Regions from separate parts of the Mus musculus genome. Here regions 1, 2, 3, 4, 5 and 6 are each linked to region 7. A link is a contact called in public Hi-C, HiChIP or PLAC-seq and promoter capture Hi-C data. All regions are on one chromosome and are shown on one strand. Each heading gives the region's core, a stretch centred on a gene start, on an enhancer-like site or on the middle of the called end of the contact. The rest is flanking DNA. Distances are from core to core; before and after follow the strand shown.

Region 1 (3,399 bases), core at 889-3,388, 1.7 Mb before region 7:
ATCAAGATTCTGGGACCAAGTTTTTCTGACTCCATGACCCAAGATCCTTCTATCATACCAGGTCGCTTGGTATTAAAAACTTCTCCACCTAGGCATGGTAGCACAGACCAGCCTAAAGTCTCAGCTGCTCAGAGGCTAACACAGGAAATCACTAGAGGCCAGGGTTAAAAGGCCAACCTAGACAACTTCTCAAACAAAACAACAGAACTAAACAAAAAAACCCTCAAAAAGTCCTAGAATTCCTCTTATAAAGGGAAGAGACTGTTGACACAGACCTTACTCCCAATCCCAACACAGAATTCTCATTATGTAGCCCTGGCTGGCCTAGAACTCTTGTGTGTGATAAAGTCTTGTGCCAACCACCATACTTGGATGGTCTCTTAAAAGTTTGATTGACTACAGACTGACAAGGATTTCGATACAAAATAACTGGAGAAAACTGCAGCTTCAGATTGATAGCTGTGTCTCCAATTAGAACGCCCTTTTGTGGTTGAACAGCCTTGAACCTGTGATTAGGCTATTCTTGCTGTTATCAGAAACTAAAGGTATCAGGGCACTTTCTCACCCATGTGCCTGAAAGAAGGGTCTGCATCCTTAAAAGATCTGATATCATTACAATATCAACTGTATTGTGATTTTAAAATTTCCAGCTTTTGGAAAGAGAAAACCCAAAAGGAAGAGCCATCATGCTTTGGGAGTGGGAAAGGGGGTTGTCACTTTATTTCATGAAGATTCTATCACCTCATAAATATTCAGGAAAACTTTAAAATCCACAGTGTAGAACTCACTGGGCTGCAAGTCACTTTGGGACAGCTTATTCCAATCTCTTTTTGGAAATGTTTGCTTGGCTTAACTTACACTGTCTCTTGAGATATCCAAAGAAAGAATTAAAACTGAGACTGCTCATATTATTAAAAAGGTATTGTTTGATTTCAAATATTTTATTTTGGATACCGGATCTTATAGCCCAGGCTGGCCTAAAACTCTATGTAGCCAAGAATGACACTGAAACTTCTGATCTGCCTCCACCGCCCCAGTAACTGGGATTACAGATATGCAGCACTACATAAGTTTATGCAGTGCTAAGGATGAAACTTGATTTCCTACATGCTAGCCAGCCCTTCCTACTATGTTATATGCACAAATATTTTAGTCATCAGACTTTCCAATGGAAGCTAACATTATATTTTGTAAAGTTTGTTTTCCACTTTGATAAATGAGATTTTCAGTAGCTTCATAGCATCAATCAATTTTATCTCTGGGAAAGATAAATATGTTAAAAGAATGCCTACTGAAGTCCAATTCAAATTCCCTGCTTAGTATAATGGACATTTTATTGCTGGGCATGCTATCCCAACTGTCAAGTTCGGGTAAAAATGCACCAATTAAATATGCAGCACTTAGCTATCAATAGTATCAGCAACAATTTACTCAACAAAAAGTGTGGGAAAATCTTCCCTTCCCATCTTCAAGCTTGCTATCCAGAACCCAGCTCTTTTCCTGAAATCTATTCAAACATTCAGTGAAGCCTGACTTCCTCACCATCCAATTAAATTAATGCCCTCACGATTCCTTCAGCACATCATCCAGTTTCTTCCATTCTCTGACCATTCTCTGAGCCTTTGTATCCCCTCGGCATCCAAAATTCTGGGGGGAGAATGGCTCCTTGCCCAGGTCAGTTGAATCTCTGGAAGTAGTGTCCTAGTGTCTAAAGCTACGCACAACTGTGTTTAATGAAAGTAGGAAAGAGAATCACCTCACAAGTTTTCCACTCCAGTTGGTTCCTTATATATTTCCACATCACCATTTTGGGACTAGGGATGTTACTCAATGGCAGGGCCGTCCCCAGCACCACAATAAGACGAAAAAACTAACACCACCATTTGCAAATTACTTTTGAGGCTGGCAGAGTAGCTTGGACTCCATTTTCAGAGAACAGTCCCTCAAACAATGCTGAGGAGAGAGGCGAGGCTTGGCAAGAACGTCTGGTGTCCCAATTTCATGGACTGAAATTGAGCCCGCCAGAGGGGCTCCGTCCAGAGTCGTGAGGAAAGCGCGAACCCCGGAGAGCCTCCAAGTGCCGACGAACTCTTCCCTTCTGGCCGCGCCATGGGTTCAAAAAGCATCACCAGCTTCCCAGCCCGAGACCCACCAAGTTCCTCAGAGGCTGGCCCGCCCGGCCTCACACCCCGCACTAGCGGCCCCCGGGACCTCCCTCTCCCACCTGGACCAACCAGCACAGCCCCGGGGGCGGTGCCGCAGGCCGTGGCCCTCCTATAAGGGGGAACGATTGGCCAGCCCGGCCGTCACTCAGGAGGTCGTGCCCTGCCCACGCCTCCCTCCCTCCCCTTCCACCCTCCTAGTCCGGAAAAACGGCGGTTGGGCCAGGGTGGCAGCCAACGGCAGGCGGGGAGTGCTGGGGTGAGGAGCGGGGAACACAGGAAGAAGCGGGCAGGCCGGGCGCGCGCCGAGGGGAGCCTGGCCGGCGCCGCGGGGACAAGATGGCGGCGCTGGCGGAGGGCCAGGCGTGAGGCGGGGCCGCGGACAGTCCCCCTCTCCGCCCCCGCGGCGCGCGGCCGGCCCGGTCAGGACAGCGGCTCGCCGGGCTCGGCCGCGGGAGGGGAGGGGAGTGGAAGAGAGGGGAGGGAAGGGTGCGGCCCGGCCCACTATGCAAAGCGCCCGCTGCTGCCGCCGCCACCGCCCCGTGGCAAAGGTAAAAGGCCGCGTTCAGCCTCCGCGGCCTCCATGGCGGCGCAGGCCTGCCCTCCTCCGCCGTGCCGCGCTGCGCCGCGCCGCGCCGCGGCTTGGCCCGGCGGGCTTGCTCTTACCTCAGGGTCGGGCGCCACCACAACCGCGGAGCAGATCCCGTGTCTGCGGCCGGCGCCCCCGGCTAGGAGGGCAGGGCGCGGGCCGGGCAGGCGCCGGAGGGCAGGAGCCCGGGGGCTCGGGCGGCCGGGACGCCGCGGCGGGCCGGTGCGGAGCGGGGCGGCGGGCTGGGCCCTGGCACCGCCGGGGTCGCGGAGGGACCGCGCTTTGTTATTGTTTTTGTCAGTGAAAGGTCAGAGTTCGTGACCCCGGTGCCGCTGCCGCCGCCGCCCGCGCGCTGGGAGGAGGAGGGCGAATGTTCCTCTTCCTCTTCCCGGCGCCAGCCTCACCGCGGCGGCGGGGGGCGGGCGAGCACGCGATTGGCTGAGCGCGCGCGCGCACCGGAACGCCGCCGCTGCCGCTGCGGCCGCCGCCGGAGCTGAGGCCCGCAGGCCTGGGCCGGGCAGGTGCGGCCGATCCCGTAGGCACCGCTTGCAGGCTGGAGAAGCGGGCCCTTGCCTGGCGCCGCGCCGAGATGTTGCAAGCGAGCGGTGTCCTGGGAGTGCACTGAGCTCCCGGTACCTTCCTTGGGAT
Region 2 (3,361 bases), core at 658-3,157, 1.9 Mb after region 7:
TGCCAAAGTTCCAGAGTTCATCATGGTCAGGCCTGTGGACCGATGACATTCCCTCCTAGGAGGAAGACCTCAGCTGGGTCACTGGATCCTCACCTGAGTGTCTGGCCCCTCCTCCTAGCCATGGTATTCAATCCAGCCCTAATTGTACGTTGGCCTCAGGACGTCAGGGAGGAGGTAGAGTATATAGGTTAGTGTAGATTAGGAGGAAGAAAGAGGGGAAGCCATAGTTTATGCTATGAGAAAACTTTCCAGTGCAGCTGCTCTGTGGTCGTCAACACTCCTTACCTCTCACCCATGTTTATAAGTAAGCCGGATAAACTCAATCCTAAGAAGAATTGTTGTCGTACTGCCTTTTTGGTTTGTCCTTGGAACCTTAGGAAGAGTGGGTAGATGTCATTTGCTACTCCCCTCAGGAGGGAATTTTTTATCAACAAAGGCTAAAATATTTGTCAGCACTCTGAAGTCAGGCTTTATGTTAGGCTGCATCATTGTGATGAAACAGCTACACAGACAAAGAGAGAAAGAGACTTTAGTTTGACTTCATGGTTTTAGAGATTTCAGTGCATGGTCTCTTGGGCTTGATCCCCCTAGCCTGTGGCAGCACAGCAGTATATTGTCCTGGTGACAGCAGAACGGAGCAGCCTGACTGAACTACTCATTTCATGGTGGACAGGAAGCGACTACTGCCTTCTGCTAAGCTTCATCTCATAAGACAGACCACCAGCTGGGGCCCAAGCATTTAGCACACAAGCCCGTGTAAACCAATTCACTTGCAAACCGCAACCCCTCCTGCCCTAGAAAAAGGAAGGCTGGGAATGTTGGGCCAGCAAGCCCCACCCCCTTTACATGAGAGCAGTGCCATTCAGCTCTCCAGTGCCATTCCTCCCCTGTGAGGCCCCAAGTCCCTTCTTTTCCTAGGCTTTTATCCTTTGCCAGAGCAACCACTTAGGCTTGTGACCTCTTTCATGGTTCTAGGCACCTTTCAATGCCTGAAGGGGGTTACAGAGGCTGGTTGGTATAGCACTCACGACACATTCAAGTTCATACACAACAGTTAAGTTGCAGCTCCTCATGGCAGCCTAGACTTCAAAGTGAGGTTTTTGTCCCGTCCCCACCCCCACCTCCCCTCCCCTGAATCAACGAGGACCTCTTCCTCTTTTCACAGTGCTTCCAGGTTTCTGATGGTCAATTCTCAGTCTGCACTGGACGTCTAGTGACAGTCCTTGAGGGTATCTTCCTCACTAGGCTCCCCGCCTTCCCATCTCTGTCCTTTCCAGATAGTCTGGCTTGGCAACTGGTCTTGGGTTTTACTTACTCCTGTTTTCACAGCAAATAATGTCGATCACCACATCCCAGTAAAGTGTATACAGTCTGCACTTAATAAAGGCTGACAGCCGGGCGGTGGTGGCGCACTTGGGAGGCAGAGACAGGCGGATTTCTGAGTTCAAGGCCAGCCTGGTCTACAAAGTGAGTTCCAGGACAGCCAAGACTATACAGAGAAACCCTGTCTTGAAAAAAACAAAAAACAAACAAACAAACAAACAAAAAAATAAAGGCTGACAGAAATGAATGGACGGATGGATGAGTGTGTATGGAGGGATAGAGGAAGGGATGTGTGGATGGACTGGGTGAGTGGAATGATGAAAGGAGGGAGGGAAGGAAGAATGGATGGATAGATGGTGAGATGGATGGATGGATGCATGGATGGATGAATGGATGGAAGGAGGAATCCCTAATCTCAGACTGGCGAGACTTTGTGGCGTGGGGAGCCGGATGACAGCAAACCCAGGTAGCAGGCCGGCTCTTGTCCCGCCCTGTGTGCGCTCTGCCATAGGGCTGTGGGCGCCCGAGGGCGGAAGCTTCCGTGCCGGAACCGGTGCGCTCAGCGCGGGTTGCGGGGGGGTGCGGCTTAGCAGGCGGACCGCGGGGCTGGCGCTCAGGCGACGGCGTGAGAGGCAGCGGCGGGATGGCCGGCCGGCGGGTAAATGTGAATGTGGGCGTGCTGGGTCACATCGACAGTGGCAAAACAGCGCTGGCGCGCGCGCTGAGCACCACGGCCTCCACTGCTGCCTTCGACAAGCAGCCGCAGAGCCGCGAGCGCGGCATAACGCTCGACCTGGGCTTCTCCTGTTTTGTCGTGCCGCTGCCGGGGGCAGAACCCGGTTCTAGCGACACGCTGCTGCAGGTCACACTGGTCGACTGCCCCGGGCACGCCTCCCTCATCCGGACCATCATTGGCGGTGAGCGCGGGCCGGGGCGGGAGCCGGGCTCGGGGTCCGAGCTCGCGGGATGGATGGCGGCCTGACAGCCTAGGCCTGGCCACCAGCCCGGAAGGCTTGTGGTCTCGAACTCACAGCCCGCAGACGCGGACACAGTTCTCACCTTCACTGCCGTGCACCGAGATGCTTTCCTAGAAAAATGATCCAAAGAAACAAACCCTGCAAAAAGGGTGTATACAAGTTTCAAAAAAAAAAAAAAAAAAAGTCACCACGTACCTGTCCTTTGGTCTCCTGGTTCTCTGTCCCAAACACTGCTCTCAGTTTCCTGTGTGTATGGATGGTTTCAGGAAACATACACAGAAACGCAGACAAGGTGCAGAAATGAAAGATCCTGTTTTTTTCCTTCTGTTGTACTACTTGTGGTCGGTTGGGGTAGTGGGTAGAGCCTAGTGCCTTGATAAGAGGCAAGTGCTCTAGGCTCTCTCAGGATCTCATCCCCCAGTCCCCTTTATACACAAACCATCACTGTCTGGAGACTATATCTACACATAAAGTTCCTTTGTACTTTTATACCAACATTTTCTTGACTGACCCTCGTGACTTTCCCAGAGTTGGCTGCTATTCATAATGCAGTGAATAACTCTAGCCCAGAAGGTTTTGGGATGTGCACTAGTGTAACAGGATAAGTTATGTGTGAACTAGCTAAGGCAAAGGGCCTGCGTGTTTTCAGTCATGATGGGCACTGCTAAAATCTGCTTCTAGGATCTGTACCACTTAATTAGTCTTTAATTACAGGCCACTTAGGAATAGGCCATTATAAATAAAAGGTCTTGTAACCTCCCTTCCTTGCTCAGCGTGACCCCTCCCATTCGTCTACAGGAAACTGTTGCTATGTCTTTTTAAATTCCTTTTGCAAACCCATTTAACTACACTTAAATCTAAGAACAGAACCCCATAACCTGTTTGTAAGCACCCAGCACAAAAGGAGGTGTGGCTGAGTCTACCTGCTGTAGCTCCAGTGACCCATTTCCTGCTTCTCCGCTTGCCCTGGGTTTCTTTCCAGCAGTGTGCTGTAAGCCTGGAAGCATGTATATGGGGCAGGTGGGTCATTCCAGCTGTGTGGCCTCCCTTTCTCTGTGCTG
Region 3 (3,482 bases), core at 104-2,603, 1.9 Mb after region 7:
AAGATCGCTTGCTTTTCTTCCAGAGGACCTGAGTTCAGTTCTCAATACCCATGACAGGTGGCTCCCTCTTCTACCTTCAAAGGGCACCTGTTATCATACTTACGTGAGCACAGAAACAATAAAAATAAATCTCAAAGAAATACTTAATCAAAACTTCATTTAGATTTTATTGTCTCTTTAGGCATCTGTCTCTAATATTTAATAATTAAATCTTTAAAATGTGTACATGCAAAAACACTGCACCTCTGTTTCAAAAACCTCACATTGTGGCCTGCTGTGGTGGCACATGCACGGCTAGTCCCAGCACTCAGAGCAGTCAGGTGGGATCTCTGTGAATCTGAAGCCAGCCTAGTCTACATAGTGGTATCGAGGGCTACCTAGAGACCTAGCTTAAAGAATCGAAAACAAAAACCTCACATTGTGCTAAGTATATTGACTTAGTGCTTTCCCCTAAACCCATCTATATTTGTGTACGCACATGCAACTTAATGCCAAATTAAATATAAATGTCCTATCAATGACATGGGGCTGGCTGTCTAGAATGTTTCTAAGGACGTGGCCACAGCAAACCTCTCCGTTGAAGTCAGGACTTGGCTGCATGAAACTCAGCACTCAGGGTGCACAGCAAGAAGTCGATTTCAGACAGCACACAGCACTGAGATCAGAGATCCCACTAAAGAGTAAGTTTCATGTTGCCCCACCTTGCCCAGTCCCCTTCGCACACCCTTTCCTCCAGCCCAGATGTATTCTTTTCCCTGAAGATATGGGGCTGCAAGGCTTGGCTCGGTTTCTTCATCTCTCCTAACTCTCCAGTTCCAAAGGCCTTCTTGGAATGCGCTGCGCCAAAGCCCACCCAGAGCCGCCAGACCCGGCCTTTGCCGAACGTCCTCAAATGCATGAGCTCAGACATCCTTGGAGGCAGCCTACAGCACCCAGGAGGGTATTGTAGGGTAGGGTAAGCCATGCAGGGTAGGATTCAGCACACTGCTGCTCTGTCGTGCGTGACGAGCAGCAGCTGAGGCCTACTGGGTCGCGACATGCTATCACTGGTACTGAGGGCCACCGACACGGAAAGCCGAATCGCCTGCTTCGTAGGGCCAACACCACCACGAAGCGTCCACTAGTAACAAGGGCTGATTTGGCCCTCACTTCCGGGAGAGTCTGCGCAGCTGCACACGCCCAGTTCCGGTGTGGCCCGACAGTCGTCTTCCCGACAGCCTCTCTGCTCCTGCTGCATGCCGGGAGTTGTGGTCTTGGCGCAGGCGGCGCGGCGGGCGCGCGTGGCAGGAAGCGGAAGCGGCCGGTGGCCCATCCCCGGCCCCGCCTCGCCGCGCCGCTCGCCGCCGGGCTATCACTGACGTGTCTCTCGGTCGAGGAAGCGCGCTCCGGAGCTAGCAGCGCCTCCTCACTCGAAGTGGAGCGCAGTCGGGGCCGGGCGTGTAGTCGGATCAGCCGCCGCCATGGCGAGTGAGTTTCCTGGGGGCCACCCCGGCGCAGCCAGGATGCGTCGCCTTTCCCCGTTTGGGCGCTCGCCCGCCGTGCTTCCCGATCCTGGCGGAACGCGGCCTGCCTGGGGGACTCGTTCCCGCGCCCCTAGACCGAGCCTTCTGGGTCCCCGCACGCCCACGCCCGGCTCTCATCGTGCCGGGCTCCCTCAGGTGCCCTCAAGTTACTCCGTACCTAACTCCTTCTCTTTCTGTTTCTTCCATCAAAGTCAAATTTCTGGAAGTCATCAAGCCATTCTGTGTCATCTTGCCGGAAATTCAGAAGCCAGAGAGAAAGGTAAGTCCCCAGATGGTGGTCAAAGAAGACTTGCAAAATTGGGCGCTGGGAGTTTACAGTACAATTAAAAATGGCCTCAGCACACCGAGTGAAAACTGCCCCTCTGGAGTGTAGCTGTGTGTGCTGGGATACTCACGGGAGCCGTTGAAAGGTGACCCGGTTGTGTGGGAATTCTCCCAACACCTTGTCTCGTTAGGAGCATCTTTAGTGGATAGTGGTTAACAAAGCCTCAGGTTTGCCTAGTCCGAAAGTGGGTCTGAGCAGTGATTGATTAAGACCTCAGTTAGGATCCCAGATTGAGTTACCCTCCGTTCTTCACCTCCAGCAGGAGCAGATGATGGGGTGTTTGTTTCGTGTGGGAGGTGACTTCGGTATCTGGTTTCCAAAGGAAAAATCGAGTCGTGTAATCGATATGAACGTGTTTGTGGTTTTTATTTGAATGTATGCTGCCCCAGCATCGAGTTTACATGCACTAGTGAAGTCTGCTGCCATTGACAGCAGGTGCTCTAAAACAAGGAAGGAGAGAACTGTAGCACCTTAATGCTTAATGTGAATCTTAATCAGAATTTCTGTGGCAGGCAGCTTCGGCCCAAGAATAAATGTTCCTAGTGTGAGAGTGCCCGGTGAAGGAAAGTCCAGGCCCATGGGCTCAGAAAACAGTAAATCTACTTTGTGTTCCTGGTTTGGTTTTTGGTGTTTTTTTTGGTTTTGGTTTTGGGGTTTTTTTTGTTTTGTTTTGTTTTTTTTGGTATTTTGGGTTTTTTTTTTTTTTTCAGACTGTCATATATTCACATCTGGCATTTGTAGTTGGCATTCACATGGATACTTTGTGCTTCTAATTTAGTTTTTACTTTCCATAGTTCTATGCAAATGCCTTGCAGTACCCTTGCTGCCTTTGCCAGGATGATGTTCAGAACTTTATCTGTTCCACCTCAGTGCAGAGATTCTGGCTCGAGGGCCAAGAAACCCAAGTCCCACGCTTTACATTCTTTCTTCATAGACCTGTGACCTTGGCCTGGCAGAACAAGGGAGATGGGAAATATATAATATAGTGCCTGTGGATGGTAGGTAGGTTGTAAATGTAAAGGTTCCGGTGAGTCAGGTGGGCAGATAAGTGGCCTTGGCAGTAGGGGAGGGGCCTGGAGTGTGACTTGGGAGCCGTGCAGGAAAGGGGGCAAATCATGGTACTGAATGAGTGTGAGTTTGCAGCTGCTTCAGAGGCAGATGATTTAGGACTTAGATGAAAAGCTTTGGATGTTTTGCTTTTAAATTGACCAGGAGACGAGGCTTGCTCATTTAAAGTAGTCTTGAAAAATGTGTATCCTTTTTGTTTTCTAACAGTTTCATTACCTGGGCTGGGAAAGTGGCTAGCGGCAGGCATGAGGCCCTGTGTCTGGTGTCCATCATCAGCACAGTAGATAGTCCGTGTACACATTCACTCCACTGCTTGCCTCTGATTCCTGTGGAATGGTGTTGCTTCCCCCTCGTTAGGTGCTGAGTTCTTGTGTGATAAGATGGCACGTTGGAAAGGCTGTGTTCTTGAGAGAAAGAGGAGGAATGTGAGCTCCCCAGCTGCCTCTGCAGGGTCTGAACTTCAAATTCACACCACCCATGGGGTCCAATTCTGTGTCTTTCCAGGAGTGACTAGACCCAGAGGACTTCAGGTTCTGACCTGACAGTTTGCACGAGCCAGTGCTTGT
Region 4 (3,738 bases), core at 606-3,105, 1.8 Mb before region 7:
CAGAATCTTAATCACTTAAGGATCTTAATCACTTAATGATTTCAGTTGCAGCGTCTTTCGGAAGTTGTCAGTCTTCTTACAAGCAGCAGCTGGCTTGAAGAAAAACCAGTAACCTTTCTTGGAGCCATTAGGAAACTGATTTGCAGGGCTCAGTTTCCTCCCAGCACCTGCAGTGGTGAGTTCAGAGTAAGCCAAGATCTGATGGCTGCAGCAGAACCCATGACTTGTAGGAATACCAGTAGTAACTTTGGTTTTTGTTATTGGGCTGTGAGTGAGGACAGTTAACAGTAAGACTCCCTCTTACTGTCAATGGTTTTCTCTTAATAATCCTATGTCCATTTCCTGTTAATTGGCTGTTCCTCCTCTTGATCTACGGTTGACTTTATTTAATCCCGTTTACAGTATTGAAGCAGCTCTTGGATTAAAGGTGTGTGCTGAGACTGAGCCATACCACAACTAAAAAAGGTTTTTCCAGTAAGTAACACCATTGTGGGGCTCACAGTGTGATTAGATACCCTGCAGCCGCCTGCTGCACTCTCAAGGGTATGCTCTAGAAGCTTACCTTCCTCTTCAGACATGTAGTTATAGCTGAAGCTTATTAGTGATGTGTTCACATATATGCAGGCAAAACACTCATACATAGGGGCTGGAGAGATGGCTCAGTGGTTTAGAGCACTGACTGTTCTTCCAGAGGTCCTGAGTTCAATTCCCAGAACCCACATAGTGGCTCACAACCATCTGTAATGGAATCCGATGCCCTCTTCTGGTGTGTCTGAAGACAGCTACAGTGTACTCATAAATAAAATTAATAAATCTTTTAAAAAATATAGACATAAAGTAAAAAAAAAAAAACTAAAACAATTTACAATTTGGTAGCTGGGGAGATGGCTCGGTGGGTAAGAGTACTTGAGGGTCTGAGTTCTGATCCCAGGATCCATGTAAAAATCTAGGTGAGATCATCTGTGCCTGTAACCCCAGAAGTGTGGGTTACAATCCCAATTGCTGGAGCTTACTAAGAGAACAGAAACACAGCAGGACACTTTTCCCCCAGCCTTCATGTGTGCACAGGACATGTCTAGAATTGTTGGATTATTTGAGCAGAGGAAAGAACACTTAAGTTTTGAAAAAAAAATACTAGAATAAAAGATTAACAGATGAAAAATGCTCTAATGGGCTTATCAGTAGACAGTTCATCTATGAAGCCTGGGAAGTCAGTTGAAAATTTACATAATTACAAAGGGAAAAAATCTTGAGAATCCTATAGAAAAATTAATTTCAGCCATAAACAGCGATTAAAAATTACAGTGGGGCTGGAAAAATGGCTTAGCAGTTCAGTGCACTTGCTGCTCTTTTAGAGGTCCCACATGGCAGTTCACAGCTCTGTAAGGTCAATTTCAGGGGACCCAACGCCCTCTTCCAGCCTCTGCGGGCACTGCGTGTATGTGGTGCACAGCCACAACACACAAGCAAAACAGTAAGGTAAAAATAAATCCTAAAAAAAAAAATGCAGCGCAGAGTGACATGTTGATTGTTGACTTGTCATATCTGTCACAACCACTCTTAACAAGCGAACGACCCCCTCCTCTAAGCAGAGTCCTTTGAGGCAGACCCTGACGCGCCAGAGCAAGCCACTCTTTCCTCCTTTGCAAATAAGTTTTCCCTTTGAATCAACAGCGACTTTTCCGTCAAGCTCTTCACTTCAGAACTGGAGATCTTGGGAGAAGATAATTGGTTTCTGTGAAGACAAAAACGACAGGTTGATTCCCAACGCTGAGGCGGCTGCGAGCCCGGGCCCAAACTACGAGTCCCAGGCTGCCCCGCGGCCGCGCTGGCCGCCGGGAAGTGCCTCCCAAGATTCCCGGAGCCGCGCTGGTCCGCGGCTTGAGGAGTTCCTGACTTCCACCATGCCGATGAAGGGTCGCTTCCCGATCCGCCGTACGCTGCAGTACCTGGGTCGCGGGGACGTGGTATTCAAGGAGTCTGTGAAGATCATGACCGTGAACTACAACACGTATGGGGAACTGGGCGAAGGCGCCAGGTCAGTGTGGGTCACAGCCCTCGGGGTTCAGTGAAAGAAGCTGAGGCAGTGGAGGGCATCCCGACTGATCCCCGATAGAAACCCGAGTGCTCCTCCACCGGAGGGATGGGTTGCGGCTGGAAGGCTGGCCCCTTGTGCGAGGCTGTGGCGCGGGGAACGCCTTGGGAGCGGAGTAGTAAGTTTCCGCACCTGTGCACAGCATGGCTTGCTGCTGCTTAGGACACTTGATGAATGAAAGGTTTCATTGACCCGTTTATCATCTCTGAGCAATGCTTTGGACCCTTCCGAACTTACTGCACATTTATTGAGCGCCCAAAACGCTGGGTTCAGTACTGGGATTTTCCACAGTACGGGATAAACATGACTGTAGATAGAAGTGGATTTGTAGAACGGATCAGAAAGAGAGAAGAGAATAATTTTCAAGGTGGAGAGTGGCCCCTGTGGCAAAGACCTTGACTTCATGAGAGCCAGAAGCCGCCTTCAAGCCATTTTCTCTGGTCAAGTTGACCCCCAAGACCTAAGATTTGCTAGCCTGGGATCTGCTGGGGTGAGGGCTCTCTGGAACCCTCTCGGTGGACCAGAGGGTTCGGGCTCTACTCCCCACTTGTCAGGAGTTTATGCATATGCAAAGGCCTCTTAACTAGTTGTATGACCTTGGGATCACACAAGTTCTCTCAACTTCTGACAGCATTTTTCCTAGGCGGAACACCACAACATCAGTGTGTTGGTGGTGGTGTGGGGTTGCTGGAGAATAAAGTGCCTGGCAGAGTGCAACAGGTGCTGACCTTGTGCCCATTTGATCCAGTAGGTGCATCTATATCTATCTGGTTTGTGGGCACAAGGCTCTGTGCTTTGGGATGGGAAGACAGAGACTTGCTGACAAGTTCTGCCTTCAAGCTTTTGGGTGGTGTGCTGTGGAGCTTTCAGGGCAGTGTTTCCTCCCCAGAAGCAGTTCTTTCACTTTTTCAAGTTTTGTGTTGATGTAATTACTTAAAGGTCTCCACCCCACCCGACCCTGTGTTTGTGTATGTGTGGATACATTAGCATTCAACCAAAGATAATGTTTCTAAGGAGCTGGCTGACTTGGTTTCTTTTTGAAATAGGGTCTCTCAGCCTGGGCTTCATGGATTCAGCTAGGCTGGTCAGTAAGCCTGGAGCCAGCAAGCAAGGGCTCACACCTGGCCTTTTACCTCTCTCTCTCTCTCTCTCTCTCTCTCTCTCTGTCTGTCTGTCTCTCTCTGTGTGTGTGTGTTTTGTATGTCATGAGAGTTTATTTACACCATATGTGTGCAGGTGCCCATGAAGCCAGAGGGTGTTGGATTCTCTGGCACTGGAGTTACAAGTGGTTGTGAGGCACTTGATGTGGGTACTGGGAACTGAACTCAGGTCCTCTGGAAGAACAGTAAGCACTCTTAATTGCTGGGCCATTTCTCCAACCTCAAGTAAAATCTTCCTTAAGTTTTAATTGAGATAGGGTCTCACGGTGTGCCTAGCTGGCCTGGAACTCCTTTATAAACCAGGCTAGCTTCCAGCTAACAACAGATCTTCTTGCTTATCTCTGCTTCCTGACTACTGAGTTTAAAGATGTGTGACACCACACCTGGCTTGCTTGTAAAAATGTATATGTGAGTGTTTTACCTCCATGTATGTATGTGCACCACATTGGTGCCTGGTGTCCATGGGATTAGAGTTACAGATGG
Region 5 (3,720 bases), core at 231-2,730, 1.9 Mb after region 7:
CATTATCTAAACAAAAAGGGTATGTATGCTATGAATCCACCCAATAAAAGAATTGGCAAGGGCTGGTGAGATGGTTCAGTGGGTGAAAAGCACTTGTAGTGTAAACCTGAGGACCTGAGTTCAATCCCTGGATCCCACAGTGGAAGGAAAGAACCTCTGACCTCTACCAGAGCACCATGGCAGTCACATGACTGCACTGCATTTGCGCACATTTTGTCAAACAGGAAAAGAAACAAAGAAATATCAGCTAAGGAAGCCAGGTGTAATGGCCCACACCTTTAATCTTAGCACTCAGGAGGCAGAGGCAGTCGGATCCCTGTGAACTCAAGGCCAGTCTGGTCTACAGAGTCCCAGGACAGCCAGAGCTACATAGTGAGACTGTCGTGAAAACAAACAAAAATAAATACCGGCTAACATTCAAAGAATAGGAAGGATAAGATATGGAGTACCAGAGGCTGCTGGTGTGGGTGCAGATGCAGGTCTAGAGCAGCCTCTGAAGTCACATACACAGAAATGTCACATGGACAGAAATGAAATAAGAAACAATAGACTCAAAGCTGCCTGGCCAATAGAAAGCATTAAACTGCTACTACCTGCTTGCAAGAAAAGATGCAAGCATGCTAGGGTCAAACATTTCCCTTTTTGGATAGATGATGCTCTTTGCTGCTGGCACTTTCTGTGTGCAAGAGGCTGAGAAAGCAGTCTTCACCACATGTAAAAAAGCAAGTTTTTGTAGACACTGAACCTCTGCAGAGTTCAGAGTGGAGGAGGCTGAAGAAATGGGAAGAATACTGATTTGATGGGGGTTAGGGGGAGGGAGATACCAGCCTCATTACTGCTAAACTGGCAGGTGGTTAAGCGGCCTAACCCACCTTTAACTTCTTCATGTGCAAAACAGAACCGATAGAAAGACCTGGCATGACTTTAGGAAGACTGACCTGGAAAAGCTGGAGTGCTTGGATGGGGAATAGATCAGACAGTCCTCACCGCTCCACTTAACAGATCAGCTCCCAGGCCCAAAGAACCCATATCAACTCTGAAAACGTAGTCAATTCTATACTTAACCGCACAGCCTTCCACTGCGTTTCCGGTGAGGTCTAATTTGCGTGCCGTGACCCGCAAAGGATGCAGCCTTTGCTCGCTAGTGTGATCCTTACTTCTTAGATCTTAGTGGATCCTGGTCCCGCCGCCCACACCTCGCGCACAAGCCCCACGCCCACCTCTCTCGCGTTCTCCTGGCCCACGAGACCCGAAGCCGCCTGCTTGGCTAGGCCGCTCTCGTCCAGCCCCAGACCCTTCACGTGGCTGTGGGAGGCGATGCGCTGCGTCTTCGTGGTGCTCTTCACCTCCTCAATCTTCATTTTGCCGAGTGTCTAGGAACACAACCTGCGTGGAGTGGTAGGAACTACCGCACGCCAGGCGCCTGGGTTACCACGCGGCCGTTACTAGGCCGCTCTCCTGGACCCGCCCCTATCAATATGTCATTGGGGGAGGCGAGAAGGCTTCGCTTTCTATTGGCTAAAAGCTACGCTGGTCACGGCTGCTGAGTTTCGCCCAGTAACTTCCGTCTGTGTCACAGGATAAGTTCCCCCAGGGCAAACATTTCCTGCCCTGGCCACATTTGACTGAGAACTGCTTAAGTACTTAAGCACTATTAATGTGAATGACAGGTTTTTAATTATAAATGCCTCTTTTAATGCCTATTTTTTTTCTTTAGAATAACATATTTGTGCCAGGGTGAGTTAACTTCTTCACTGACAGATGTTAAATCTTTTCCAGGTGCTTGGATGTCCTGAGAGAATCATCAGCAAAGCAGCTGCCCAAACTTCTCCAGTGCTCACCGAATTATTTAGACACCCAGAGAATGCCCCACTGCTCCCATTTTTTTTTTTCCAGAATACACTAGATCCTGAAGGCACTATTCCAGCCAAAACTTTTCAAACACTTCATGCCATAATTCTGGTCATCATATGCCCAATAAGAACCTTAAAGAAACTCGGCGGTGGTGGCGCACGCCTTTAATCCCAGCACTCGGGAGGCAGAGGCAGGCAGATTTCTGAGTTCGAGGCCAGCCTGGTCTACAGAGTGAGTTCCAGGACAGCCAGGGCTATACAGAGAAACCCTGTCTCGGAAAAAAAAAAAAAAAAACAAACAAACAAACAAACAAAAAAAAAAAAAAACCCTTAAAGGAAAAAAAGGAAGGAAGGAAAAGAGAAGATGTGTTTGTGTAGCCTTGCCTGGCCTAAAACTCCAGGGCCCCCACCTGTCTCTGCCTCCTGAGTTGCTGGCATTAAAGGTGCTACCACCATACTCTGACCAGATATTTTCATCAGTCTGGAGTGGGTGCAAGTCTCCAGGTAGGTGAACAAAAGCTGCCTGTGAATGGTGAAACTATGGTCCTTCATTTGAATAATCAACGGCTCTGATATTGGTGCAAATATGGTAGTTTGTTTTCACAATCCACCTTGCCATAGTCCAAATTTAATGCTTCATTTTCAAGAAGGGCTATACTAAGGACGGCAAACACTCTTGCTTACTCTCTCAACATTCTGGCTCTCTAAGCAGGTGTCCCTCACTTTTTTTTTCTCGAGACAGTGTTTCTCTGTATAGCCCTGGGTGTCCTGGAACTCACTCTGTAGACCAGACTGGCCTCAAACTCAGAAATCCACCTGCCTCTGCCTCCTGTGTCCCTCACTTTCCTCACTTTTAAGTCAGCCAGGAGACACCTTCCTGTGCTGTGCAATGTGTAGCTGTGGTGCAACTTTAGGCCCATTGTTTGATTTCTCAGTCTTTCCACCTATATTAATAGTATTGTGGGCTGAGCCGGTAATATGAAGAAGACAAGCCTAGAGACTGTAGCAGTGAAGACTGTGATGAAAGGCAGCTAGAGAGTTCTAGAGTAAAATAAAGACAGAGTAAAAATAGAGAGTTTCTAGACTGGAAGCAGAAATGGCATGTGACTGGCAGCAGAGAAGCCAGAGGCAGGGATTGCTAGACAAGTTCCAAGGAGTGCCAAGTCTTTTTAAATTTTTTAAATTTATTTTTATTTTTATTTTTGGTTTTTCAAGACAGGATTTCTCTGTGTAGCCCTGGCTGTCCTGGAACTCACGCTGTAGACCAGGCTGGCCTCGAACTCAGAAGTCCTCCTGCCTCTGCCTTCCAAGTGCTGGGATTAAAGGCATGTGCCACCACTGCCTGGCAAGTCTTTTTATTTTATTATTTTATTTATCTGTGTGGGTGTTTTTCCTGCAAGTATAAATATACCAGGCAGTGCCTAAGGACATCAGAAGAGGATGTCAGATCCTCTAGAACTGAAGTTACTCATGGTTGTGAGCCACCATATGCGTGTTGGGATTTGAATTTGAGTCCTCTGTAAGAACACCAGTGCTTCTAACTGCAGAGTCATCTCTCCAGCCCAGGGATCTTTAAGTTCTTTTTTAAGATGGATCTGTCTATCTATCTATCTATCTATCTATCTATCTATCTATCTATCTATCTAATGTATATGAGTACATTGTAGCTGTACTGATGTTTGTGATGGTTGTGAGCCACCATGTGGTTGCTGGGATTTGAACTCAGGACCTTCAGAAGAGCAGTCAGTGCTCTAAACCGCTGAGCCATCTCTCCAGCCTGGAGCTTTAAGTTTTAAGGGTCAACATTTATTACACCAGACACTGTAAGAGTTGAGGGTCCCAACACTTGACCTACTTAGAAACTGTA
Region 6 (3,668 bases), core at 701-3,200, 1.8 Mb before region 7:
GTTCAAAGTTTTAGAGAAAGCAGACTTTGAACCATAGTTCAATGGTATAGCATTTATCTATCCTGTGTGAGACCCTGAGTTCCAATTCCAGCACTGGAAAACAGTAAAGCCAAAAACCAAACAGACACAAATAGTTACCAATTTGGAAATAAGAAGAGCCTGCCCATTTTGAGTCCCACTTTCTGTGTGCATGTGGGAGAACTGAAGAGTAGAAGGCAAGGGACACATTCAGAGTCACAAAGTAAGATTTTCTTGGAGGCAGGAGCTCAGGTCTGTGGAGCCCTAGGAGTTGTCCTCTCCATACTCAATGCTGTTGAGCTGAGGAGGTACGGTAAGGAGCCTAGGCCAAGAGACTGGCTTCATTTCATCTGCACAAGGAAGTAGAGACTGTGACCACCTTCAGACAGTCATTCCCAGAGTCAAATGGGTCAAGTGCCACAGCCATGCTAGGCTGGGATGGAGGCAGGAGGGATGGAGGCCACTTTCTGGTTCCAAAGACCTGCATCTTCCCTGAAGCTCCCACTTCTGGGGCCCAGGTTACTGCAGTCTAGATGGTGTGCTGGCTATAAAGCAAACAGACCTCAATAACAGATGGGTCTGTCTCTGTACCCTGTGGTTGTTGCATGGTACAGCTAGGTTCAGACATGACTGATCTGCCATACTGTCTTTTGTAAATTGCAGGGGCTATTCCTGGTTGTCAACTTGACTATATCTGGATGAACTACAATCCAGAATTGGGAGGCTCACCAGTGATCCTAATCTGGAGGCTGAGATAGAAGTTTCTGACCTGAATCTTGGCATGGAGATCTTGAGGCACAGTGGCTATGAATTCCAGAAGATTAAGACAGGAAGATCTCCAAGTCAAGGTTATCTGGGATTAAAGGTGTGGTGGCAGACACCTTTAATCTGGGCCACACCTTTTGCTGGAGACCTATATAAGGACATTGGAAGAAGGAAGATTGACACTCTCTTCTTCAACTGCTTGCCTTGTGGGACTGAGTGACTGCTAGATCCTTGGACTTCCATTCACAGCTGCTGCTGACCATTGTTGGGAATTGGACTACAGACTGTAAGTCATCCACCAATTCCCTTACTATATAGACTATAGAGTTCTGTGACTCTAGAGAACCCTGACTCATACATAAATGCCACTTATTTTGCAGAGATCTAGCTACCCTCATACTTTTTTATGCTTTTTTGAGATGGAGTTTCATGTATCCCAGTATGGCCTTGAACTTGCTATGTAATTGAAAATTAACTTAAATTTTTGGTCCTCCTGCCTCCATCCTTAGAGTATTGGTGTTACAGGCATGGGTGTGTGGTGGAAATTGAGTCCCAACCAGGATCAATTGAGCCAACTTCCAATCCCTGACACGACTCCTCAACGTCTCTACTTTCTTTGGCTCAATTTCCACGTCTTTCTGTCTCCTCAATGTGCTGAACATAACTTAGTCTCTCGCACTCAGAAACTTTTTTTTAACAACAACAACAAAAAAGTAAAAAAACAAAATTTTGTATGTGTGTTTTGCCTGCATGTCTGTGCACCACATGTGCAGTGCCCATGGACTCCAGAAGAGAGCATATAGGTAGCAGACAAGCAGTTTTTCAAACCTGGGTCCTTTGGAAGAACAACCGCTGTATTAAGGCATTTATGCAAAAATCTCAGAAACTTTTTAACGGTCTCTAAATAATGTTAGCGCTGCAGGCACATTATTTAAGAGCCAAAGTCTCAGTTTCCCCACCTATAGGGTGAGTGAAGGGCGAGTGTAGGGTTTCACATCGATGTGTTGCTAGGACCTGAGAGAACTTCGCAGTTTACCTCCTCCTACTGGGCCCGCCCCGTTGCGGCAGCGCCTGCGCAGCATCCTCTTCCAGGTTCAGTGCGCTCGAGGACTCGGCGCTCGACCGCCGCGTGTCAGTCTGTCTTCCGGTTTCTGCCCGGCGCGCCTGTCGAGCGCCGAGCCACTGATGGCGATGGCTGCCACTGGTCTCTGAGGAACCTCGTAGGCCGGCAGTCAGAACCCGAGGTGGAAAGGCAGGCTGCCGACTGCCTGTCGGAAGCCGCAGGGAGTGAGAAAGGGTGTCGCAGAGAGCGCGGCGGTGGCTGAGGTGGGTGTGACGTGTGGTTTGAGATGACGATGCGGTCGGGAGATGAGGCTTTGCGGGCCTCGGCGCCGCGCGGGTCTCTGCCCGCGCCGTGACGTGTTGCGTGATGTCCCGCAGAGTCGCGTCCCGCGGGTGCGCGTGGCCGTGCGGATCTCTACAGAGCCCCCCGGCTGGGTTTTTCAATCCAGTCTGGAGGCGAGAGTTTGCACAACTGGCCTTCTGGTTGCGGCATCAATTGCGGTGGTTTGTGGTGGCACCTAATTAAGTGACTTTATGTTAAGGTCCCCCACTTCATTCGCGGAACCCTATTATCCCGCTCTCCGAGTTCTCGTGGTGATGGCGAAAATCCCAGGCTCTCCTTCCCGGCTGCTGTCTTGTGTTAGTCACTTCACTTGTGTATAGGCTATGGCACCCCAGGCAGCTGCTGTGAAGGCATCCTGGAGGGAGCCTGCCTTGAGTAAGGGGCGTTTCTCCAGGGTGAGAACTGAGCTGCGATGTGTGGCCAGGGTGCACGGGGACGACTTCTGTTTGACTTTTTCTTCAGGATGAGTTGCAGGCGGGGAGGAGGCAGCTGTCACACCCAGAGGATCCTGTCAGCCACTGGCTGGGGAGAGAACCGGTCGGACCTGAGGCTGGCTGTTTAAGTGATGCCTCAGATGCTTTCCGGGATGGGTCTGCATGTGTGTAGTCTCTCGATTTATTTATTTAATCTCAAGACAAGGGTCTCACTATGTATCTATGTCTGGCCTGGAACTTGACATGTAAACCAGGCTGGCCTCAAACTCACAGGTATCTGTCTGCTTCTGCCTCCCACGCCTGTCAAATTTCTTAATTAAAGGAAATAACAGGCACCTAGCGTCCTGTTTAATTTATTTTCTGAGTTGCTGTCACCCTTCACCTTTGAGGACCAGATGGTACCCTCCTCTGTGCCCTCTGCAGCACACCACAATTCTAGCTACACAAACTCCCACTCTGTGCTGTGATATGTGGCCTCTAAAGTCTTGGAAACAGATTTCTTTGCTTCTGTGAAATGATTTTATCCTTGTTCTCAATGGTTAGGAGTCTTTCAGGGTCACATCAACAGTGACTTTGCTGTAGTCCAATAAGACAGAAAATGTAAGTTATTAAGCCCTGAAATGTTTAAGTATCAGATTTTTCTGTTGAAGGGCAGAGAACATCAGACCTGCTGCCCCACTGTTCTAATTTATAAAATCTAGTAAACACATCAACTCACTGTAAATGCAAAATATAATTTTCACTAATTTTATCCATCCATTCATCTAAACTAAGCGACAGTTTGCTATGTTGGCCAAACTGGTTTTGAAATCATAGATTCAAGTGAGGATCTTCTGCCTCAGACTTTTCAAAGTGCTGGAACATATTATCAAGCTGCACTGATAAGTTTCTTCTTTTTTAAAATCTTAATTTAAAGATACATTTATTTTGTGTGAAGGGGCTAGAGGACAGGCGTGTGTGGAAGCCAGAGGATAACTTTCAGAAGTGTATTCTCTCCTTCCACTTTTATGTAGTTCTGGTGATCAAACTCAGGGTAGGTGGCAAGT
Region 7 (3,793 bases), core at 812-3,311:
CCCAGTATGATAGAGAATGGTGCTACCTTTGCTAGGGTGAGAGCAGCCATCATCATTCTCGGATTAGGAAATGACTGCATGTTTTCAATCATCAGCCTGATGATTTCTACATCAGACTCTATCAGATATGATGTGCACGCTAGAATACAACAGTAGAATCTGTTGCTTGTACAAGTTAAGTCTGGTTCTTCCTCCCAGCCCCATACAACACACAAGATATCCTTTTCAGGTGCTATACCCTACATATAATAATAATCTTCATATGAGAATAATCTACAATGCACATTACTAGTGCAGAGTGTATATAAATGTTAATGTGCAAGCTAGATGCTGGCTAAAAGTAAAAAGAACAGACATGATTCCAGAAACTGATTAGTCTGTCAAAAATCAGTATAAAAGACACAAAAACAGCTGTGTCACACACCGGCTCCTGATGAAGGAGCATCACTCTATTCATAATATTGGAAAGGACAGGGGTCTGATCCAATGTTCGAGGCGTCCTTGGGAGCTCTGTGTCCTCTAATCAATGGGGCTTCCAGAGAGGCTGGAGAGGGACCAGAGAAGCACCAATGTGTGCTCATTCCCTCAGTATTTTAAGGTGGCATATTTCGATTTATGTATCTTGGACCTCTGACTCCTCTGGTATTGTTGAACGAGTAGACTGAGAAAAATAAAGTCCTGACTCAACTCTGAGAAGAGGTCACTTCCAATGTAAGCATCTTAACAAAGGTTTGTACCCTCCCCACGGATAGCTGCGATTGTGCATGCCACTTGGCTGTAGGAACCCAGAGCTTCATATCTAAGTACCTGAAAGGGACTTCAAAACAAACACGGGAGTGTTTTTGCCTTATTCTCATTTAGATCAGGGCGCGTAACGCCTCCACCCCGACCTCCGCAAACCCTGCCCAAACAAGCGACAGTTTGGCCCTTGGGTCCAGACCCCGCCGGGTCCCGCCCGCCCCGGCAGGTCCGCGTCTCCAGCTTACCGGGGAAATCACACTTGTAAGGCCGCTCGGGCTCGAAGTGGCTGCGCTGGTGGGAGTTGAGCTTGGCGTGTGTGGGGAAGCGCTCGGCGCACACCTCGCACTTGAACAAGCTCTCCTGCTCGTGGCCCTTCATGTGCGCCTTGAGGTTGTAGACGGTGGTGAACTTCTTGCCGCAGCCGCCCACCGGGCAGCTAAAGGGACGCAGCTTGTCATGCGACTGCAGGTGCCGTTTGAGCTTGTAGGAGGTGGTGAAGGCCCAGCCGCAGCCATCCAGCGGGCACTTGAAGGGCCGCCGGCCCTGGAGGCTGCCGTGCGTCAGCAGGTGCACCTTCAACTGGTGCTTCTTGGCGAAGCTCAGCGCGCACTGCGGCTCCGGACAGCGGTAGGCCGGGGAGCCAGCGCTAGCGGCCACCGGCCCGCGGCGGGACGCAGCAGCGCTCGAGGGCTCCAGGCCCGGGGTGGTCGCGGGATGCAGGCTCGGGGCGGCTGGCGCGGGCGCCGCAGCCAGCGTGAAGACGCCGCGGTCGAAGCGCACCAGGAGGTCCTGGTTGTGGATGGTGACCGTGCCTGCCAGAGCTGCGCCGGGGGCGGCGGCCGGGACCTGTTCCGTGGGGCTCGCGCCCGAATCGGGCTCGGCCTCCTCCTGACCATGGGTGTCGGCCGCGCGCGGCACTTCCAGCAGTACCACGAAGGAGTCGCCGCCGTCCTCCGGGGGCGGCGGGCTGGGCCCCGGGGCCTCCTCTGGACGCGGCCCGGGCCCGCCATCTTCCGGGCCCCTCAGCAGCAGCAGGCGACGGCGCCCGGGACCGGCACCGAGGGACGGCCCCGCGCCGCGGCGAAGTCGGCTCGGGCCACCGCCATGTTGGTCTCCGCGCGTGGCCGGGGCGGCCAGCACCGCCGGGAGGTCCATCTTAGGCCCAGCTGAGGCGTCCGAACCGCAGCCACCGGAGAAGAGCTGCCCAGCCCTGCCAGGCATGCGCGCGACACCTAGGGTCCGCCCCCCGGGAGCCTCTGTCAAAGCTGAGCTTAGACTACAGCCCAGAGTCGCATCTCGAGCTGCGCGTGCGCAGGAGCCGTGGGCGTGGGCGTGGCGCGCGAGGGCTGTCGGGACTGTAGTCACGAGGAAGCCCAGGGGCTGGAGCAGGGGCGGAGCCTCCAACTTGTCTTGTGCTTGGAGTCCCAACTTGGAAAAAGAGGGTCTTCAGATTTGGGCTCCTACTTTTGCATCTGGGTAGCGCAAAGGAATGAAAACTGATTGCGTTTCTTAAGAGTTCCTGTGCCCTCTGTACTTTGAAAATACGAGCTAATTCAACCTGTGATTGCCAAGTGTAAGGAAACAAGTCAAGTTTACCTGTGGCCACATGATCCAGAACTGACACTCAGGCTTTGAACCTCTCCACTTTGCTTGTCATCTCTCTATGACCTCGCCGAAGAGCGCGTCTATCTGCTGCTACTGTGCCACCGACCTGATTTGCCCTGTAGCAGGTCCTGATGGGATCCCTACCTAAACCACTAAAGACATTCCGTGTTTCCTTGATATATGTCTGCCTTCTAAGTTGCTGGTTGTTCCCTGAATTCCACAATCCCCCTTGTCTCATACGGATTCATCTGGAATCACACCACTCCTGTCATCACCACTCAAATTCAAACTTATTTCACTCCTAGGTTCTCAAATAGCTAAGGAACCTGTCTTCCGCTCCACCTTTACCCAACTGTCTCCCCGCCCCCACCCATTCCAGTCCTTTCTGCCTCCAGCCTGTTTTCTGTAGGTCAGGCTTTAGTCTTCTGAAAGTTCAAATACTATTAAAACTTTGCCAACCTGCCATTTGCACCTACACTGGTTTACCCCCATTTCCCACCAATTTGCCCCTTAAAATGCAAGGGTATCTCCCTCCCCCTGTGTCTCCCTGAAGAGGGATGGAAATATGTCTACACAAAAACTACTTGCATGCTTATAGTAATCTTTGTTACAACAACTCGCCAGGGGAAACAATGCAAGTGTTCATTGTCAGATGAATATATATTCATACAGTGGAATATTTTTGAGCAATTACAGAGTTTTGCAAGTTATGTCATGACCAAACCTATGAAAAATATTTCAGCCACAAAAGAGAATGTGCTATAATGCCATTTATATGAAATGTCTAGAAGAGCTAAGTTATACAGACAGTAGATTAGTGGGAGATGGGGAATTAGGGCTAGCCTCTAATAGGGATGGGTTCTCCAAGGAGCAAAAGTTTTTGGCATTAAAAGTGTTGATTGAACAGCACATCTGATATACAAAAGCTACTGACAACAAATGACAGCAATGACACGTCTGTATGCTTCTATTAAAAATACATTTAAAAAATGAGCACAGAAATAGCACATCTGTTTGTGAAAAACCTTACCTGTCTGTATATGTGCTTATGCACTCTGTGATGGTTTGGATATGCTCGAGCCAGGAAGTGGCACTATTAGAAGGTATTGGAGTAGGTGTGTCACTGTGGGTGTGGGCTATAAGACCCTCCTCCTAGCTGCCTGGAAGTCAGTATTCTGCTAGCAGTCTTCAGATGAAGATGTAGAACTCTCTGCTCCACCTGTACCATGCCTGCCTGGATGCTGCCATGTTCCTGCCTTGTTGATAATAGACTGAAGCTCTGAACCCGTAAGCCAGCTCCAATCAAATGTTGTCCTTATAAGAGTTGCCTTGGTCATAGTGTCTGTTTACAGCAGTAAAGACCTAACTAAGACAGAAATTGGTACCAGGGCCTGGGGTGTTACTGTGATAGGTGTTGCCATGGTTTTGTTTGGAAGAATGTGGATTT

Evidence for each region. Promoter capture Hi-C pulls out the DNA fragments that hold promoters and counts their contacts. A called contact is a pair of places that touch in the nucleus more often than the background predicts. HiChIP or PLAC-seq counts read pairs in DNA pulled down with a chosen protein or histone mark.
Region 1: a contact with region 7 is called in a Hi-C map of CD8 T cells, with 5 times the contacts expected there. The contact joins the promoter of Nr2c2 here to the promoter of Zxdc in region 7. A contact is called at or near these places in 1 of 39 promoter capture datasets (HPC-7-derived erythroid cells) and 2 of 484 Hi-C or Micro-C datasets (CD4 T cells and CD8 T cells).
Region 2: a promoter capture Hi-C map of liver shows a contact between it and region 7, with 5 times the contacts expected there. The contact joins the promoter of Eefsec here to the promoter of Zxdc in region 7. A contact is called at or near these places in 3 of 39 promoter capture datasets (hippocampal neurons, liver and pre-B cells).
Region 3: a contact with region 7 is called in a promoter capture Hi-C map of pre-B cells, with 2.4 times the contacts expected there. The contact joins the promoter of Sec61a1 here to the promoter of Zxdc in region 7. A contact is called at or near these places in 2 of 39 promoter capture datasets (liver and pre-B cells) and 1 of 115 datasets of contacts at active chromatin or transcription factors (extraembryonic endoderm stem cells).
Region 4: a contact with region 7 is called in a promoter capture Hi-C map of pre-B cells, with 2.4 times the contacts expected there. The contact joins the promoter of Mrps25 here to the promoter of Zxdc in region 7. A contact is called at or near these places in 1 of 39 promoter capture datasets (pre-B cells) and 1 of 9 other capture datasets (liver).
Region 5: a promoter capture Hi-C map of liver shows a contact between it and region 7, with 2.3 times the contacts expected there. The contact joins the promoter of Ruvbl1 here to the promoter of Zxdc in region 7. A contact is called at or near these places in 2 of 39 promoter capture datasets (liver and pre-B cells).
Region 6: an H3K27ac HiChIP or PLAC-seq map of microglia shows a contact between it and region 7, with 6 times the contacts expected there. The contact joins the promoter of Rbsn here to the promoter of Zxdc in region 7. A contact is called at or near these places in 1 of 39 promoter capture datasets (pre-B cells), 1 of 484 Hi-C or Micro-C datasets (CD4 T cells) and 1 of 115 datasets of contacts at active chromatin or transcription factors (microglia).

The regions. Positions count from the first base shown.
Region 1 is chr6:92,091,172-92,094,570 of GRCm38.p6, reverse strand. Nr2c2 (nuclear receptor subfamily 2, group C, member 2) reads right to left here and starts at 2,138. Exons shown (of 15, transcript NM_001347342.1): 1 at 1,757-2,138.
Region 2 is chr6:88,445,085-88,448,445 of GRCm38.p6, reverse strand. It overlaps Eefsec (eukaryotic elongation factor, selenocysteine-tRNA-specific), which reads left to right and starts at 1,907. Exons shown (of 7, transcript NM_023060.3): 1 at 1,907-2,240. The coding sequence starts at 1,967.
Region 3 is chr6:88,516,671-88,520,152 of GRCm38.p6, reverse strand. Sec61a1 (Sec61 alpha 1 subunit (S. cerevisiae)) reads left to right here and starts at 1,353. Exons shown (of 12, transcript NM_016906.4): 1 at 1,353-1,467; 2 at 1,715-1,782. The coding sequence starts at 1,461.
Region 4 is chr6:92,182,140-92,185,877 of GRCm38.p6, reverse strand. Mrps25 (mitochondrial ribosomal protein S25) reads left to right here and starts at 1,855. Exons shown (of 4, transcript NM_025578.4): 1 at 1,855-2,038. The coding sequence starts at 1,905.
Region 5 is chr6:88,463,169-88,466,888 of GRCm38.p6, reverse strand. It overlaps Ruvbl1 (RuvB-like protein 1), which reads right to left and starts at 1,480. Exons shown (of 11, transcript NM_019685.3): 1 at 1,221-1,480. The coding sequence starts at 1,361.
Region 6 is chr6:92,213,152-92,216,819 of GRCm38.p6, reverse strand. Rbsn (rabenosyn, RAB effector) reads left to right here and starts at 1,950. Exons shown (of 12, transcript NM_030081.3): 1 at 1,950-2,109.
Region 7 is chr6:90,367,762-90,371,554 of GRCm38.p6, reverse strand. Zxdc (ZXD family zinc finger C) reads right to left here and starts at 2,061. Exons shown (of 10, transcript NM_173002.3): 1 at 987-2,061. The coding sequence starts at 1,896.